Regions from separate parts of the Mus musculus genome. Here region 1 is linked to region 2. The links are chromatin contacts, called in public Hi-C maps. All regions are on one chromosome and are shown on one strand. The core of a region is the stretch at or near the end of the contact, and the rest is flanking DNA. Distances in the headings are between cores, read along the strand shown.

Region 1 (6,680 bases), core at 1,061-3,560, 94 kb after region 2:
TAGACGGGAAGGTTACCTGGTTAGGATCAGGGCCAACTTCATCCCAGTTGTGAGTGACATGGCCTTGGTCGATGGACTCAAAGGGTTTGTGAGAAACTGAAGGAAGAATCCTATACAGCCAGCTAGGGAGAACAAGAAAAACAGAAAGACACAGCTTTAGGTAATGTTCTGAGTGACACAGACTGGCTCTGGAGGTGCCATCAAGAAGTCACTCAGCAACCATCTGTGGGCTTGGATGTAAGAGGCAACGACATAGCACTCCTCAGTAATGTCTCCTGGCTGTAACTCTGGTCTGTTCACTCCTTCCACGATGCCCATTGCTCTTCAGGCTGAGGTTCTGGCTCCTACCTATTCACATAGTGCCAAAAAGGGAAGGCTTGCCTTTCCTAACACTGGAAGGGAAAAGGAAACACCATGAGGAATATGTACATGGAGATCCACAGAAGTGCATCAAGGTATACTAATTCTTGTTTTCCACATCAGGACAGCACATCCTAGAGAGCCTGAGCACATACAAGGAGTGCCTTCGTTATTTGTTAAAAATACAAATCAACTTTGCCCTATAAAGTGACAAAGTGATTTATGGTAATGGAGAAATAATTTCATAAGTTCAGACAGTCCTGGAGATGATCAGTTTTTCCACAACTTTTTCTATGCTATTAGAGGTCCAGCGCTTAACACTTCTCTCATATATTTCCTCAGATATCTCTAATGCATATAAGCAAGATTGGCACACTGTCGGCCTACTCTCTTTTCCCATTAGTGATAGAGGAGGGAACACTTCACATCTTCCCCAGTAAAAGATGGTATTATAATTTCACTTTTTAGAAATATATTTATTTGTTTTTAATTTTCTACATGAGTGTGGTATATATGTGTGACGTGTTGGCATTGTATGTGTACACAGGTACACACGTCTGTGTGCATTCGGAACCCAGAGAAGGACATTGCTGTCTTGCTCTACTAGTCTCCTTGTGCCTATGAGACAGGGTCTTTCACTGAACCTGGATTTAGGTTGGCAGCTTGAAAGCTCTGGCAATCCTCCTGTCTCTGTGCTCCACGAATGTGTGCAGCCATACTGGCTTTTTATGTAGGTGATGGGGATTTGGACTCAGGCCCTCATGATTATAGTGTAAGTGCTTTTGCCTATTAAGCCATCTCTCAAGCTCCAATTACTTTAGTCTTAAAAGTGAAAAATAGAATCTAATTTTTGAATGTGTCCTTTATTTTGAATAAGGTTGAGTAAGTTTTGCTTATTTATTAGTCACTTGCAATTTTTCTATAAATTACTTGTATAGTCCCATATTGGTTGGGTTTTATTTGGTCTTTTTGGCATTAATTGGGAGAACTTTAAGAATTTTCAGTTCTCTACTATGTAGTTATAAAAGTATACGTCCATGCTTTTATGTAGTATATTATGGTTTACTTCGGCTTTTCTAGTCTTTGTTAAGTTTTGCTGTCTATGTATGTCAAGGCCTTAGCCAAAGGTCTCTTTTCCAGGATCAGATCTGCCTCAAGGAAGGGAAAAAGAGCCTGCGGAGGTAGAGGAACACCGCGTCACTAACTCTTTCCAGAGGTTGACAGGGTGAGGAGGGATAAGGGCCCTTCTGCGATAAGGGAAAACCTGTTGTGCTCAACAGGCTCCGGTCCGAACTCAAGAGTGAAAATTGCTTGGATAGACACTGAGTATCTGAGCCATAAATAGGCTAGATTTGTTCCATGCTTGTCTGATTCCTCCAGCTCTTGATGCAATGACCTCAGACGCTGGACTCACTAAGCCCTTCCAACTCCCAAGAATCTGTGGACTGAGCACGTGTGTATGTCTTAGCATTGACTGTATGATTCAACTTCCCAGGCCAATTCTCTTCATCTTCATCTCCTAGGATTGTTAGGACTGCAAGCCACCTACCTAAGATGCCTGGCACATAGTAGGCACTCACTTACTGGACAATTATTGAACTGCTCATTCTTAATCATCTGGGTTTTTACCACAATTTAAACGTTTCCACATCTGCTGTCTCAGGGTTAGGTGGCACCTCTAATACTCCTAGTGCTTTGGGGCACTGAGGAGTGACTAGCTGAGAACTTCAAGCTGACCCGCCCATACATGGGGCGGGACATACTTTTCTGTTAGAGGTCTGAATGTTTTTAGAAAACTCTTGTGCATACCTTTAGGGAGAGTTGTAAGCAGATGGGTGAGCCATGCCTAGTGTCCCTTATTTTTCAACTGAGCTTATAAAACTCCCCAGGCTACACTACATTGCCCTGGACAGAGATTTAATTCTGTTGCAGGGAATGTTGCCAGTTCCTTAATGAAATGCCAGCAGCTCCTTTTCAGCCTCCTGGAACAGAGCTCAGCTCCTGCTGGCTGAAGAGACTGCTGAATAATGGGGGCAGGCAGCAGATTCCAGAGACCAGGTGGCCTGTGTATAGATGGACTATGGAGTCAGAAACATAGGCATCAAGGCCAGGCGGTCATAAATTAGAATAGTTTGTAGGTTACCTTATCTTGTCTAGAGGAAGCGATTAGATAACGGTAGAAGCAACCTCTGATTACCTGTCTGATTTTGTTTTGTGTCTTGTTTGCTTGGTTGGTTTGGTGATTTGAGACACAGTACCAGGGTGGCCTCAGATTCTTCATTCTCCCACATCAGCCTTCCAAGTACTGGGATTACAGGTGTTCACAATAACCAGCTTAATCCTTGCTTTTTGGACAAATATAAGATTGTATCTCTTCCCCCATTCCTTCACCTACATTGTCTCTCAGGATCCAATTGACCAATGAAGGGAATCTGAAAGGGTAGACGCCCTGTTCAATACCATACAACTGTAGAAGAAGGAGCAAGGGCTTAATTGCAGGGGACCTGCTGCCTGCAGAGTGGAATCGTTGCATCATGAAGGGAAGCAAGGTTTAGCACCTATGGGGATCTTTGTGCTCACTGGCCCATCTGCTTCTCAGGAAGACTCCATTCAGTGGAGATAAACCCACTTCCTCCTTCTATCTAGGCAGCATAAGACCCACTCCAACTCTCCTTCAAACCTCCTAAGCCAACAACATCATTCTTTGTACAGACCTGCCCTGAAATCCCTACAATTAGATGTGATTAATTCAAATCACAACACTTAACTGCCTCCTGGGTCTTCAGCATCTGCATTCAACCTGCTGCATAGAAGCTGATTAGCGAGCAAGTTCACTGAGGTAGCCTTTAGGATTAGGGAGAGCACAGGATACGCCACACTATGCCATGACTGTGCTGGTTTCCAGGAAAGGCAAATTCCAAAGAGGAAAATCCTTATTAATTCAAGCCACAAGGGGCCATACTACATGACCTTTCAAGCACGTCAGCTTGGATTATCAATTTTCAGGCAAAGAACATAATGTTTCTAGCCAGCCAGGAAAAAATGTCTGAATCTTCTCTGACTATCATTTGAAGCTATAGAATCCTTAGAAGGAAGTCAGACTGTGGGGAACATTTCCTGTGGTGTTCTAGAGAACCTTTGTACTGGAACTGGACGTGCGTGCTTTTGGCCCCTGTACAGCTGTTCCTTAGCTTTCCTCTGCCAACCGCTCATTGGGAACAAGCCTGGATGCCCCTGATGTGACTCAGAACGCAGCTCACAAGGAGGACCTTGGGGCGACTGTGTCTGGGGAACCGTTCCCACAGACTGTAAGCCATAGCTGATCTCGCCGTCTACCTTCTCTTATTGGTGTTCCGTGGACAAGTGAAGGCTGATCCCGAGAGCTGCTCAGCGTAGAGGTTGTAGGGGCAGACCTGAGGATTATTCTAAAACAGAGGAGGCAACACATGGTATCATTGCAATGCCCAAAGCATCTTATCTTCCCATCAACCAGTATAGTGTGTGTGTGTGTGGGGGGGGGGGGGATCTCGGCCTGAATAGGGGAGGCTCTGGACCACTACACGTTACTATCCCCTGCAACCCATGTACAGTTGGAATACCTTTGTGACTTCCCCTGGTTAGAGAAGTAACACAGGCTTATTGTGGAAATTTTATATTATAAATGATGACACATTACCTTGCCAAACAAAGAAACTCAATGTCTGTATATTTCTTTCTGTTCTAACCTCAAAAAAAAAAAAAAATGAGGATCCCATGAGACATACAGGCTTAGAATAACCAGGATTTTTTTCTCTTGAAAAGGACATAATATATCATGAGCATTTCTTTTATTTTGTTTTGAGAGAGGTCTTGGTAGCCCAACTTGCTCTCAAATTTGAGCTTCCCCTGTTTCTGCCTCTGGAGTGCTGGGATTATTGGTGTAGGCCACTTTGCTCAGTCTATAAGTACTTTCCATATCATGAAATAACCACCCAAAACTTTTGAAACTAAACCTTTTTAGTGTAGTTTTTTACTACTCCAACTGTGCGTATATTTCTCAAGAAATTTAGTTTCTCATGTGGAGTTCACAGAGCTCCCAGGGGGGGGGGGAAAAATCCTAGACTTTGAGGTATATCCTGGAAGCCTTGTAGTTAATCTCACTAATTTGGATTGGATCCTTTGCTGTGACTAATTGCCGATGTAAATCCAGTTTTAATATTTTTATTGCTATTATGCTGTTACTCCGTTTTCCTAATGATCTTGGAAATGGGACAGTTCACCTGCTAAATTTGAAGAGAAGTATTGGGTGGAGTGATTGGGCCTAGAGGCGTGTCTTCTGGTTTGAAGCATACCACGTGTTCCGCTCATTCTTACCTGTCCTTTGGGCAGGGAACCTGGACAGCGAGGATCCTCTGAAGCACACTCATTCCCAAATCCAGAAATGTACTACATGTGACAGAGATACAAATTTCATTGTTACCGAGCTGTACTTATTTATTTGTGTAGGTGTGTGTGCACACTTGTGTTCACGAATACATGTTTACGCGTGTGTGTGTGTGGGGAGTGTGGGTGAAGCTGTGGTGTATGTGGAAGACCACAGTGATTTTGGGTATCTTCATTAACTGCTCTCCACCTTCAGAACTGGAGGCTCACCACCAGGCTGACTAGCCAGTTTGCTCCAGGACTCGCTGACTCTACATCTTCCAAGTTAGTGCTTTCTGAGAATCCAAACTCTGATCCTGACACCTGAGCTGCAAGTGATCAAGCCATATCCCCAGCCCTTTATAGGCTTTAGAGAGCATTTTTACAACACTGGCATTCTACAAAGGCAAGAATAGCCACAAGGGCATGTATCTGTGTATGATGTTCTCTGTATGTAATATCTGCTGGGTCTTGGCTGGTGAACCATTTAGGAAATAAATATGTGTTGCGTGCATTTTAAATATTTGCAGTTAAACCAGAGGAATGCTGGATATTTCACAGACTGTTCTACCCTTAACTGTTCCTGTCTGGTTTTATAAGCTTGCTTTTAATGATCCCATTTCAAGAATAAGCTCTTTAATTTTGGTCCTGTCTGAAAATTCCTGGGAGGGACATGGATTGGTCATCATTTTGACTCCAAATTAGCAGTAACTTGCTGGGTGTACATTGCAGCGCCTTTTCCTTTGCACACCCTAAAATAAAGAAACAAACAAGAAACTAAAACCTCAGACTGAAAGGAGGTATGGGGATTTATAGCAACAGGCACGTGTTTGTTAGAAAACTCCTTCCACAGGAGTCAACATCATCTGGGTTATCTATATAGTGTGTGTTTGGGGGGGTGGCATTGGGCTATACACAGACAGTCTGGTCTCCAGTTGAGCTGAGGTCTGAACCCTGGAGTGGTGATAATTCACCTACATGGCACGGTAGGTGTCCCCTCATGTATCCTGGAACTCAAGGCTCCTGTTACTGCCCCCACAGCCCCCACAGGAGAAGTGTGGCTAGTAGTCATGTAGACAATGTCCCAAGCTTCTGACCTTCAGGCTAGACTCCTCCCAGTTACCTAGCAACAGTAAAGATAACAGTCCACCATAAGAGGGGCTGCTTGGCCCCACCTCCCTCTCTTACTCTCTTATTCTCCTCATCCCCTCCTCACTCTCTCTTTCTCTCTAACCCCTTACTCTAGTCTTTCTTCTCTCTCTCCTTTCTCAAATTCTCTCCTCTTGGTCATGGCCAGTCTCTCTCTCTTTTATTTTTTCTCTTTCTCCCTGCCTTTCTACAATAAAGCTCTAAAACCATAGACTGTCTCTGTTCATCAAGGCCTGCTGCACTTGGATGATGGGATAGGCTTTCCTCTAATGAGCCATTTCTAGTCTCCCAATGGAAGGCCTTCCTGTGCTCCAGTCAAGGCATGGACTAAGGACTCTTGCCTTCCTGGGAACCCCTCTCCCTCAGCCCTTTCTCCCATAACCCCGGGGCTGAGGGTGTCACCCTGGGGCCCCAGGTTGGGGGCTGCCCCTTGTCTACCATCTCCCCCAACCCCCAGGAGAGTGGGGTCAGTGGTTTAGATGCCCACCTGGGCCGAGTGGAAAGCATCTGGCAGCCCTCCCACTTCCACCTGCCCAGAGCATAGGAGGAACTCTGGCTGGACATGGGCTATCCTCCCTCCCCCTCTTCCCCCTGCCCCCTTAGTTCCCAACATGTGTGTGTGTGTGTGTGTGTGTGTGTGTGTGTGTGATGTGTGTATTTGCATTTGTGTGTGTAGTGGCTATTCCTGGTTGTCAACTTGACAATATTTGGAATGAACTACAATCCGGAATTGGAAGGCTCACCAGTGACCCTTATCTGGAGGCTTGGAG
Region 2 (6,368 bases), core at 2,082-4,581:
GAAGAGTCCATACACATGAAGTAAAAATAAATATTTTTTTTCCTAAAAAAGAAAGGAGGCTGAACAAGCCATGGAAAGCAACCCAATAAACAGTACCCCTCCATGGTCTCTGCTTCACTTCCTGCCTCCAGGTTCCTTCCTTCTGGCTGAAGCCCTTTCCTCCCCAAGCTGCCTTTGGTCTTGGTGTCTGTCACAGCTGTAGAAACCTAGCAAGGACCATGTTTAAAATCAAAACACAAGGCTAGAAAGAATGACAAAGAATAGGGCTTATCAAAACCCCAGAGATGTCTCGTATTTTCCTCTCACAGACAATGAAATCAAGACTGGGAAGAAGTCCAGGGTCAGACAGCTAAGCTCAGGGAGAGCCAAGACCAGAGAAAAGCCTCTTCAAAACTGTTCTCCTGGCTGTAGGAAAGTCAGCCCCTAAGCATGCAGTCTGTCTGTCTGTCTGTCTGTCTGTCTGCCTGCCTCTGCAAGCCCTTTGTAGCCTCTCCCCTCTGCTCCGCTGCAGCTTCGTTTCTGTTCCGTACCTCCAGCCGACTCCTGTGAAAATGGATCTCATTTGAAGTTACATCAATACCACAGGATCGGTGACCCTGTGAGAGAGGCCCAGAGATGAGCTGGGGACGGTTTGTGTGGAAAAGTGAGAGTCTTAGTCATCAGTCTGAACACCGGAAGTGGAGGGGTTCTGTAAGAAAGAGCTAAGTACAAGCTCGTGAAACAAATGATACAGAGGTAGCTCAGAGAGCACGTGAGCTGGCGGTGGTGGGCGAGCACATTCTTCCTCTGCCTGTTGTTCCATCTCCAGATGTTGCCTTCTGGGTTCTTTTGCTTTCCAGTCTAGACAGGACCCTGGGAGCTTGCTGCGGTCATGCCTTCTCCTCCCAACCCCGCCTGCCTCTCCCTCCATCCCCGCTCTGTGAGAGATTACCTTCAGTGTTTCAGAACACGATTCTATTCTTTAATAAATGCCGGCAGAGGCAAGACAGTGCCGGGCCACGCTCTAACCTAGATGGTAGCCTCACTGTTAATCTTTATAACATACCGCACCTGCTCCCCCGCCCCCCGGCTCTCCCACCCCCACCCCCCGACAGTTTTGCTTATGTCTTCTGGTTTTTACTGATTAGAGGTGGGAAATGGTAGCCCTTCAAGGTTTCCACTTGGAAGTCGCTGATAAAGATTTAGCCATAATGAGCCCCCTTGCCCGACCTATACTTGCCCAGACCCCATAATTTTAGAAACATATCTTATCCACTCGCCTGCTTGATTACATCTTTCCCCAGCTGCTCCACTACTTGACCACAGTGCTCCTGTCTCCACGGAGCCCCTTCCCCATCTCTTTTCTTAGAGACCCGCCTCTCTTCCCTACCTAAGGAGCATTTCCGTCTTTGAATTTGAAACAGCATTTGAAACAGCTGTACAAGGACACAATGTTTAATTTAGGAGCTGAGTCTGTAGGAAGGGGTTCTTTGTTAGTTTCCAGAGTGATGCAAAGCTTAATTTAGAATGCAATGTAACTTTCATTGTTGTTCTTCTGGAAGTCAGAGCGATTATGGATTGTGCTGCAGAGGCAGCCTGCCTGATGATGCTCCTATTTGGCAGTACTGGGGGGAGGGAGGAGTTGTGGCAGTTTCATCTTTTATTCTCCTTCAGAGATACTGGAGAGGTGTGCAATGGGAGCATTTATATTCAGGGCAGACCTGTCTCATTCAGTCTTTGTAGCCGGCCAAGGCCCTGCAAAGGGTGCTGTTAATGCTGGATTGAGTCACATTGACTGTTTGCCCTCTACCTCCTACCTGGATCTTACACGTAGCCCTATTAGCATCTGGAACTAGGAAATGAGAGAGAGCAGCCGCCTAGTACTAGCAAGGCAAGGACTTAGACAAGACCTCAGCTTCCTTCCGTTCTTGGCTCCTGGAGAAAGCTAGCATGGCTAACTCGAAGGGTATCATGCCCTATCCAATCTAATTAGTTTCTTCCTCTCAGGGACTCATGTGACTATTAGTGGAATGGGAGGTGGGGCCATGGGATTAGGAGGGCCATCAATTAGGAGAGCCATCAATTAGGAGGCTACAATAGTCACACCACCACAGCATCAGATTTGAGAGAGAGCATGCCTCCTCAGTGCCTCTTTGAGCTTCAGGCCAAGCAGCTTCTGCTAGTTGACTGGCATACAATCTTCCGGCATTTTACAAACATGCTTAGCCATGTTTTCTAGATTCCCTAGGGTCTAAAAGCCCAGGAAGAGAATGTAATCTCTATTTTCTTCAAAGATACACACACACACACACACACACACACACACACACACACACAAGTAATTGCAAGTTTGAAGAGAAATACAAGGTTCCCCAAGAGAAATGTTCTGTAAATAAAGGTAGGTACTTGGCCTGGGGTGTGGTACATGCCTTTAATCCTAGCACTTAGGAGAAGGCAGAAAAATCAGAAATGCAAGGATAGCCTTGGATACACAGTGAGTTCAAGCCAACCTGGGCTATATGAGGCCTTATCTCAAAACAAATGAAAAGGAAAAAGTTCTGGCCCCCCCACACCCAGAGAACCTGAACCTCACAGATCAAGGGAGAGTTAGGCAGAGAGCAAAACTGCTTTTCCACTTCTTATCTGGATCACAGCAGTCCCTAACTCTAAAAATTCCATTGTGCTCTGGAACTGTTCAGGAGACTGTTGTTCAAAAATCAGAAACCCCACAACTGGAGTTATCCGCTTTAAGCTGACAGTGCCTTCTCTAAAATACCCAGGAGACCCAGTCCTGGAAGTTAAGAGACAGACCGAAGTCACTGTGGGGTAGCAAAGGGCCGCTTATGCAAAGACAAGGACTTGAAAGATGCGACCTCACGGCCACGTGGTGGCGGACTTCGCCATTTTTGCTTACCAGCGTGTTTTAGATTTTATTCAAAGTGCGGGGCTTTGATGTATTTGTCTGGGGGTGGGCTCACCCCCTTGCATTTTTCGTAGGTTTTACTAGTGACTCGAGGATAGTGAAGAGAAACAAGAAAGAAACTTAGACACAAGAAAGTCAGGAAGACAAAAGAAAGGCACGGAGCCCACAAGAGCCTGGGAAACCGATGAGAGACTTAGGAGGAGGGGGCGGGGGATTTGAGTCTACAGACTCCGGAAAACCTATTAAGGCGTCCTGGGAGAAGGTCGCTGGGTCCTTCAGGGTGGGAATCAGGCTGTCCGGGTTGAAGCCTCTCGGGATTAAGAGCTGAAGAGAAACCACAAAGGTTCATTGTTTTATTTGTGCCTTGACTTGGCTCCTGACCATCGGATCGCTGGAGTTCTGATAAACGTCCTGAGCTCCCCCTACTGGCTGCCCTGAAGAACGTTACCATCTGGATCCCAAGAGAAATAGGATTACGTAACCCCAGCTTTGACCACTTAAGACTTTTATTTTCTTTCCCAAGGTCTTGGCTTTTCCAAATCCTGCTGCCTAATGCCAGAGCTTAAATGCCCTGACTGATTGCCAAGGTCCCAAGGCCCAGAGGAGGCAGTTATGAAGGGGCCATGCTAATGGGAGGGCATGCAGGAGGGTAGCCGAACAGACTTTTTTTTTTTTTTTTTAATATGTGTCACGCAAATAAAAGTGCTGCAAAAATTCCTAAAAAGGGGGACTTTTTCTGAACTTTCATCTTCTTGCCTCAAATGTGACGCTGGCATTAAACAAGGCCTCTTTGCTTAGGGGGCGGGCCTGCCGGGTCTAGATAGGAAGCCATCCAAAATAAGCCATCCAACTCCATAGCAGCGAAGACGCACCCGGCTCTCCTTTCCTTCCCTCTCCCCTCGGTCTTAAGCTCTGCAAAAGACAGGAAGAACTGAGAACAGCAAGAGCAGAATGTTCTCTGAAAGACAGAAGAAAAAATCTCTCTCTCTCTCTCTCTCTCTCTCTCTCTCTCTCTCTCTCTCTCTCTCCCTCTCCCTCTCCCCCCTCTCTCTCTCTCTGTGTGTGTGTGTGTGTGTCTGTCTGTCTCTCCTCCCTCCTTTCCTCCCTTCCTTCTTCCCTCTCCTCATTATCTCTTCCTTTCTCTCCCCTCCCCCTCTTTGTCTCTGTCTCCCCCTCCTTCCCGGCCTCTCCCCCTCTTCTCTCGTCTCCTCTCCTTAAGGTTGATATTAAACAAGGTAGAAGCCCTGTCCTTCCTAAAGGACACAAAGGCTAGCCTTCTGTATGAGAAATGCCAAGTCCAGAGGCAGCGGTTGAGGGAGAGACAAAGAAGGACCTCCAGCGTTGAAGCAACAGGAACAGAATATAGGAGCTAGCAGCTGTTGACTGGAGCAGCCACACCCGTGGGGAGTGGTCCTGGGTTAGCAAGGGAGACCCCTGGGCAATAGGCAGAGGGTATGAGCATCACGTGAAGGAGGGGCAGATTTTCAGATGTGTGACTAGGATGCTTGTTCCCCCCGAATGGACCGTCTTATGCCCCCTCCCCTTCTCTTCAAAACCTCCTCTTCACAAATTAGCAATTTACCGGGAGAGGCACAGTGGCAGAGGCCAGCCTGGTCTGCAAAGTGAGAACCAGTCTCAAAACAAAACAAGCAACTTTCCTTTCATAAAAGAGCTATGCCTCTTTCAGGGTCCCTAAATGTCCCTAAAACATTGTTCAGGGTGGTAGCATGAGGTTATTTTCAAAGGCTCTGGGCAAACATCCAAAGGATTCCTTTTCTTTTGTTAACCTGAAGGCAAACCACCATTGGTTCACAGCCTTGCAGGGAGCAGTGCAGCTCTCCGGAAATGGCCACTTGCTCTTTCGTTCCCTCAGGACGAGGTAGCCGCCTTTCCTTTGTCCTTCTGCCAACCTCCACGTTTTCCTCTCACCATCCAGCTGGTTGACACTGGCTCCTCTTCTTTCCAGGGCTGACTTTGTGCTCTGGGTCTGCTTGCAGGGTGTTGATGTAGGAGGAGAAAAAAAAGAAAAGTGTTGTCATGTGTTCGTGGGATCCCAACACATCTGACACTCTGCAGGGATCTGGCTAAGCTAAGCGCATATTCCACAGAAGTCAAGGGGACCCTTTATTCTATCTGCAAGACACCTTTGCAAAATTCCTGGCAAATTGACAGCCTCCAAATTATACCTCCCGTTTTGAATAGCCCTTGCTTATTGTCACCGTAGAAGAGGATTTGGGGGACTTGTGAGTCCATGGGAGCAGAATGGCCTTGACAGACACTGCAAAATACAAATAATATTTATTGCCAATGAAAGATTCACAACCGAAACTAGTCAAGCTCTGCTTCGGTTGAAAGGGGGTAAAAAACAGGCAAAAGATAAATGCTCTGAGCAAGATGAAATGTCTGTGTTGCAATAGCTGAATGGATTGTAACATTTTCTAACTTGTTAGTCATAAGGTAGAAGAAACCTACTCAACTGCCCCTGCTATGGATGCCTGCCGATCATGGCCAGCAGGGGGCAGGTTTCAGTCAGAGATGGGAAATTATGGAGCGCACAGCCCTGTTCCAAGCTTGTAGACTGTTTATTTGGTACTATAAATTTCCCCTCTCAGTGTCTGCTTCACACACCACCCCCAGGAACCATAATCCAAGGTTCTTCATAGGTTCAGGGAGATGATCGTTCAAGTAACCAGGTCCTTGACATAAAATTGTCTCTATATATTAAGAGCTTGGTAAAAAAACAAAAAGGGTGGTTCTGTATTCCCCCCTCCCCCCACTGGGTGCCGCAAGCTGCTGTTACAGTCACTGCAGTGGTTTGTCTCCTGGGTCTAACAATGCCACCCAAAGCCTGTATGTTTGAGCTGGAGTGTTTGACTCAGAAATGGTAGCACCAGTGTTACAGACCCAGTGGACACCTCTTGTGTCGTTCCCTTTGGAAAAATCCTGGGACTGGAGAGAAAGCAAATGTTTCCTTAAGGTCTGGGCCAGCCTCATGCTTCAATCCTAGGTATATATGCTGGAGAACTAAAACTAAAACAAAAACATGTCCACCCAAATATCTCTACACACAGATGTTCACGGCACCATTGTTCATCATGACCCCAAAGCAGAAATATCCCATCTGTCCCTTGGCCAGTTGCTTATCAGGACAGTGAATGCCTCAGTCACAAAAATGGAGTATTGAGCTGTTAACAAGGATGACCCTTTAACTCTTTAAGCTAATTGAAAGAAGCGAATTGAGACATGTTGTATTGTGTGATTCCATTTATACTTCATAGAAACAGAAACTAAATGTGTGGGTGTCCGGTGCTTGAGGAAGGGAGAGGGAGACATGGGGAGGAACTTAATGAGAAGCAGACTTCTTTCGGGGATGCTGACAATGAAATGACAAAGTGTTGATGCTCGTGAATGTATTAAAAATGGCTGGATTATGCTGTTTAAGAAAGAGAATTCTCCATATAAAAAT

Evidence for each region. A called contact is a pair of places that touch in the nucleus more often than the background predicts.
Region 1: a contact with region 2 is called in a Hi-C map of cerebellum, with 2.3 times the contacts expected there. The contact joins two enhancer-like sites. A contact is called at or near these places in 13 of 484 Hi-C or Micro-C datasets (the N1E-115 cell line, Sertoli cells, cerebellar granule neurons and 7 more) and 3 of 115 datasets of contacts at active chromatin or transcription factors (embryonic hindbrain, embryonic midbrain and embryonic stem cells).

What each region holds. Positions count from the first base shown.
Region 1 is chr16:37,586,796-37,593,475 of GRCm38.p6, reverse strand. Hgd (homogentisate 1, 2-dioxygenase) reads right to left here. Exons shown (of 14, transcript NM_013547.3): 2 at 4,714-4,785; 3 at 3,697-3,785; 4 at 17-122. Among named protein-coding and RNA genes, the nearest start is that of Gm46559, 7.5 kb to the left of the region's middle. Within about 2 kb of position 2,310, at least 27 of the 459 cell types and tissues checked have an H3K27ac peak or open chromatin away from gene starts, as enhancers often do. A contact at or near this core is called in cerebellar granule neurons and cerebellum, where this site is marked.
Region 2 is chr16:37,681,829-37,688,196 of GRCm38.p6, reverse strand. It overlaps Gm35833 (a long non-coding RNA gene), which reads right to left. Exons shown (of 3, transcript XR_876061.1): 2 at 4,690-4,889; 3 at 2,899-3,814. Among named protein-coding and RNA genes, the nearest start is that of Gm35833, 4.3 kb to the right of the region's middle. Within about 2 kb of position 3,331, at least 216 of the 459 cell types and tissues checked have an H3K27ac peak or open chromatin away from gene starts, as enhancers often do. A contact at or near this core is called in cerebellar granule neurons and cerebellum, where this site is marked.